2 separate regions of the Mus musculus genome follow, and region 2 is linked to region 1. Evidence: chromatin contacts called from public Hi-C data. All regions are on one chromosome and are shown on one strand. Each heading gives the region's core, a stretch centred on a gene start, on an enhancer-like site or on the middle of the called end of the contact. The rest is flanking DNA. Distances are from core to core; before and after follow the strand shown. Region 1 holds the start of Rhoq (ras homolog family member Q). Region 2 holds the start of Msh6 (mutS homolog 6).

Region 1 (2,700 bases), core at 169-2,668:
CCTTAATTTGCTGACTTAAGAAAAAAAAAACCAACCTGATCTTGAGGCAGCCCCCCCCCCCAAAACACACCCTCCCACCTAGACACCTCAGTTTCCAAAGGCCCTCCACAGCCACACAGAATTGGCGAGAGATGGGGGTAAGGGAACCGGCCAGAAGCCAAAACACTCACCTGTCCAGCTGTGTCATAGAGTCCCAAGAGGTACTGCTTGCCCCCCACGGTGACGCTGACTGCAAGGACAGAAGTGGGGGGTGGGGAGAGAAGCTCACAGTGATCTGAGATCTAGCACTTTGGCTCCCCACAGTAACCTCCTTTCCCAAATACTGGGAAGCATGTGGGTGCTCCCCAGGAGACAACATTCCCCTTTTATCCGAGTCCACTTCACTGCCAAGTTGCATGAGATATAGGTGTAATGTGGCCCCTGCCATCCACTCCCCCCCCCCCCCAAACCCTGTAGCCACGTCTACTAGTGTTCCCAGATGTTTCCCCTACAGGGGTTTCGGGCAGTAAGGGAAGAGGCAGCTGGAAGGTCAAGAAGGGCGCTCAGGGGACTGAAAAGTGTGGGAGACGGGGCGAAGGGGGAGATAGGAATGGGGTGGGAGTTGCTGCGAGGGGTGGGGTGACCAGAGGCACAGCTTGGGGGGGGGGGTGAAGCCGCCAGGCAGAGGGCACGGCGGGGGAGGGGAGCACGCTCAGGGGAGGCAAGCCAGGGGGCTCAGCCAAAGTTGCTCCAAAGTTCCCAGCCGGGGATCAGCCCCTTAGTCAGCAGGGCAGAGGCGTACCTGCGTAGTGGTCGAAGACAGTGGGCACGTACTCCTCGGGGAAGGCGTCGTTGGCATAGCTCATGAGCAGGCACGTCTTGCCCACCGCCCCGTCGCCGACCACCACGCACTTCAGCATCAGCGCGCCGGGCCCGTGAGCCATGCTGCGGCCGGCCGGCCTCGGGGCATGGTCCCCCCGGAGCCCCCGCCCTGGCCCCGGGCTCAGCCCCAGCCCGCTTGGGGGGTCCGCCGTCGCCGCCGCTCGGCGCAGCAGGGCCGCCCTCCCGGCCCCATGCAGCGGTTCCCCTGACCGGAGGAGAAGGTGCGGCGGGCCCGGGGCGCAGCCGCCGCCGCTTCGATCTCTGCCCCGCTCCCCGCCCTGGCCCGGCTCGCCGCGCCCGCCTGCTGGCCCCGCCGCTCGGCGCCCGAACCCGCTCCCCGGCCCGGCCTCCCCAGGAGGATCCGCCGGATCATAAGACCGTCCGGCCCCAGGGGAGTCGGCAACTTTGGGGAGGGCGGCGGAGGGGAGGGGCCAGGCGGCTCTGCCCGCCCCGCGCCGCTCCGGCCCCCGCCCTCCTGGGCCGGTGAAGGGGGGTGGGGGAGGGCGGTCCGGGCGGCTCCGGAGTGCGGCGCGCCCCGCGCCCGCGCCCGCCGTGCGCTCCTGCCGCTCACCCAAGCTTGACTCCCTGGGAGTCGGGCGCGGAGGCCGAGGAGGAGGCGCCCTGTATCCGGGAGGATGGGGGCTGGGGGAGGGGCTCTTGGGCAGCCGCTAGGAAGGAGCCCAGGGCTCCTCGCGAAAGTGCGGCCAAAGCCCGGAAGCGTCCGCAGGCCCCGGTGCCCGGAGGAGACGTGAAGGCCTTTCGGGGAATCACGACGACTTCCACGGTGACGCAATTCTGCAACATTATACAGATGTGTATATTTAAATTCTGCCTGGAAGGCAGGAGCCATCTCGTCGGCCTGCAAGTGCTCCACGCAACTAGAAATCAGGAACAGCGGCCAAGAGGGTTATAAATATAATTAATAACAATAATTAGAAAGGTGTGCGGAGGCTGGGAGGGTGGTGGGTCTCGGAACTGGAAAACTGAGACTTCTGGCTTATTGCTTGCTCCTCAGCATCACTACCCCACGCTTTTCGCAGCACGAGCTTGAGTCATTTTCTATGAAATCGGTGACTAAGAGATGCAGCATATTGCACCCCCAACCAGCCACAAAGGGGCGAGCCCTTGTCAGGAGACCACAGATGTTATTTGTGCTCCCCCTGGAGGCGACATCGTCCGAGGCTTCCTTTCGCTTCCAAGCGTCTCTCCAAAAGTATTCAATTGTGATCCCTGAGGTATGATGTAGCCTCGCGCTCTGAGACTTGGCCAGTGATTCAGGACCAACCCTGCGCCTCTGTCTGGCAAGTCCGGAAACACTTGTCTGGCCAGGGCCAGTTAGTTGTGTGGCCGAGTGCTGCTTTAAATGTACGGTCTTGGTTCGAAGGCTCACTCTGCGCTGACTGACCCCACACCGCAGCCTACCCCCAAGCTTGCTGACAGGGAAGTCCTTTCCTCTCACCAATTCATAGTGGTAGAAAATGCTGTGTTGAGAGGTGCGTGGGTCACTCATACCCTTGCCCCCGGGATTTAGGTGGGGGAAACTGGGACCAGTGAAGTGGTTACCAAAAGGTTCCCTGTCACTCCCGGTGTTCAAGGGCCACCTGGGGAGATGCCTACTGTGATGCCCTCATTTCACTTCCACGAACCCTGGACGCCAGTTTTCAAGTCATAATCCTGATTTCAATTCGACCAGGAAGATTTCAAATAGTATTTAACGTTCCTTGTGAACGTAGGGGAACATCTCTCCATACCCTGTCCATTGCATTCGAGTGGAGGTACTTGCATTGACTACACTAATAAATCTGAAAGTTACTTCATACATTCTGAAAGGTTAGGAAA
Region 2 (2,700 bases), core at 153-2,652, 1.0 Mb before region 1:
TAATGGGGCTGGAGAGCTGCTCAGCAGTTAAGAGCACTGGCATTCTTCCATAGGAACCAGGTTTGATTCCCTGCACCCACCCAGTAGCTCACAATATCTCTAACTACAGAGGCTGAGGTCCTCCTCTGGCCTCTCTCAGGCAGCGTGCATGCACATGGGCACACATACATACACGGAGGCAAAATACACCTCTGTGTTTACCTGTGTCTGAACTGTGTCCTTTATAGCCAAAGGGAAGGAAAGAAATTAGAGATCCAAAATCATTTTCTCTGCCCCAGGAGCATACGCCAGCTCTTCCTGGTGCCCAAGCTGAAACTCCAGAGTACTGGACTCCAGAAAGAACTCTTTACATTTTAAATAAGTCGCTGCACACTTCTTAATCCCAGCAGAGGCAGGTGGATGTCTGAGTTCCAGGACAGCCAGGGCTACACAGAGAAACTCTGTCTCGAAAAAAAATGAAAATAAATAGATAAAATAAATGTCTCTAGTCGTTCCTACAAACGACAGCCAAATTTACAAAGTGCGAGTACAACTCCAGGCAAGTTTCCCCCAGTAAACCTTCTTGCCCAGGGCTTGCCCAATACTCCGAAGACCCACTAACTGCGAAAAATCTCCCGCACTCTTCCCTCCTGTGAAAAGGTGGGTTAAAAAAAACTGTCGTCCCAAGCCGGAGCGCCGCTTTCACTATCTACAAACTTCCACCTGCAACCCGAGTTTCCTCCCACCGTAGGCTCGCCACCCGGAGGAGCTCCCTGCCCGATCCGATCCGCCCCGCCCCCTCAGGCCGCGGATCGCAGCAGGACACCCACCGTTCCCGCTCCGGCCACTTTGGGGGAGGGTGTCTCCGTCCCCGAGCCTCCCGAGCCTCCCCACCCCCACAGTGGGAGTGCGCTCGCTTGCTCGCAGCGTCCCCCGAGAGTCCCGGGCACCGGCCCCGCTTCTCCCGGGCCGGCAGGCCGCCCCTCCTCCCGCCGCCTGGCACGGAGCAGCCTCCCCCTCCTTCCGGGAGACCCGCGCGCCGCCGCAGCCCCGACCGAGCCGGCTACCTGGGAGGCACGGCCTGCGCGGAGGAGGAGGCCCTCCGCAGCCCTCCGTTGAGATCCTTTGCCTCCGGCGACGAGGCGGATACCGCCGCGGACCGGGACCCGGGTTCAGCCTCGCTCCAGGCCGCATCCCCGCCGCGGGAAGCGGAGGCTCCAGAGGCAGCGGCACCTTGGCGTGAGGCCTCGGCCGCGGCCTTCTTGGTGTCGCCGAGTGCCGGGGACTTGGGGAAGAAGCTGTACAAGGTGCTTTGTCGGGACATGATGAAGGCTGACGGGCAGACCGGGCCACGGCTCCGAGCGCCTACAAGGATCGCATCCACCGCGCGGCCGCCGCTGGCGGGAAAGTCGGGAGGAGGCGCGTCCTACCCGAGCATCCGTAGCCCAGCGGCCAATCCGAAGGCGTGTCGGCCTGCGCGGTGGGCGGGGCCCCGCCCGCGACGTGCCCTGGCGTAGATGGGCGGGGCGGGGCGGGCCCAGCCCCCAAGCTCGGGTTGGCGGGCCTTGAGACTGAGCCTTTGCAAAGCAGTGGAGCTCGCGGTGGCTACCCGGGCAAGTATGCACCAAGAAGACGGAAGTGGCTTGCGCGGTTGCTGGAACGGCGGGGTGCACCCTGCGAGAAGCCGCGTCGAGCTCGCTGCGGAAACACCTGGCCCTGCGGGCGGTCCTGCGGTTGGACTGAAAGGAGCTGAGAAATTGGTTGTTGCTGTCTGCCACGTACGGTGCGTTCGCAGAGCATTGTACAGAGCGGCACTTGTGAATGCCAAGTGCAAGAACAGCTATCCACAAAACCAGCTACCCACAAAACTTTCCTTGGCCCGTCACTGCCTCAACTAGTTTACGCCTTACTATATGAGATGGGCAGTTAAGGTCCAGTCTTATCTGAGCCCTTTAGCATAAGTGTGCAGAATTTTTTATATTTTAGAAACTGAGATTGCTAAGGTAATGTTGAGCGTCAACGCTTGGGCCCTAGCAACCCTAACGAGCTAAACTCCCACTCATCCTCAGTAGTCGAATAATAGAGAAAATAGCAAAAAAACAGATTTTTTTTTCAAAGGGCCACATTAGGAAGATAAAGTTCAGCCCCCCCCCCCCGGAAGTTCATCTTTGGGGGTACTGACGTGAAGTTTTGGTTTAAACCGGGCGACGGGAACCAGAATGGTCTTGTAAGAGGTGGTCTGACCCACCATAATCTCTGCTCCAGACTGTCCTACATGGGGATTCAACGAGCTTCAGATACTTGAGAAATCTCTTTCCAGAAACCAAGTTCTTCCTCTACACTAACTCGAAGCTTTGTCTTACCCCTTCCCACCAAAAAATTCCTGGAGAAATTCCAATTCTTTGGAGTCCATTATTTCAATTGCCTGATAGCCAAAGGGAGCCAAGTGTTTCTCCTCAGAATGTCTTCCTGCCAGGTTGATTACAGGGCGTTTTCGAAAATTGGAGCTCCTATTCAAATTCAAGAAATTGGAGCTGAGCGCGAAGGTGTGTGCCTTTAACCCCATTGTTCCAGGCAGAAGCAGGTGGATCTCTGAGGTCAAGGACAACCCTGGCTACAGTTACAAGACTTGCCAGGGTTTGTTACACGGAGAAACCCTGTCACAAAAAAAAAAAAAAAAAAAAAAAACCAAAACAAAAAAAACAACTAAATCAAGAAGGA

Evidence for each region. Hi-C and Micro-C count contacts between places; a contact is called where the count stands out from the background.
Region 2: a Hi-C map of B cells shows a contact between it and region 1, with 7 read pairs. The contact joins the promoter of Msh6 here to the promoter of Rhoq in region 1. A contact is called at or near these places in 2 of 39 promoter capture datasets (the 3T3-L1 cell line and pre-B cells) and 1 of 484 Hi-C or Micro-C datasets (B cells).

What each region holds. Positions count from the first base shown.
Region 1 is chr17:86,961,829-86,964,528 of GRCm38.p6, reverse strand. It overlaps Rhoq (ras homolog family member Q), which reads right to left and starts at 1,418. Exons shown (of 5, transcript NM_145491.2): 1 at 782-1,418; 2 at 171-229. The coding sequence starts at 923. LOC115488765 (hapless 2-like) reads right to left here. Exons shown (of 3, transcript XM_030250169.1): 3 at 983-1,656. The coding sequence ends at 983.
Region 2 is chr17:87,973,752-87,976,451 of GRCm38.p6, reverse strand. Msh6 (mutS homolog 6) reads right to left here and starts at 1,402. Exons shown (of 10, transcript NM_010830.2): 1 at 1,047-1,402. The coding sequence starts at 1,303.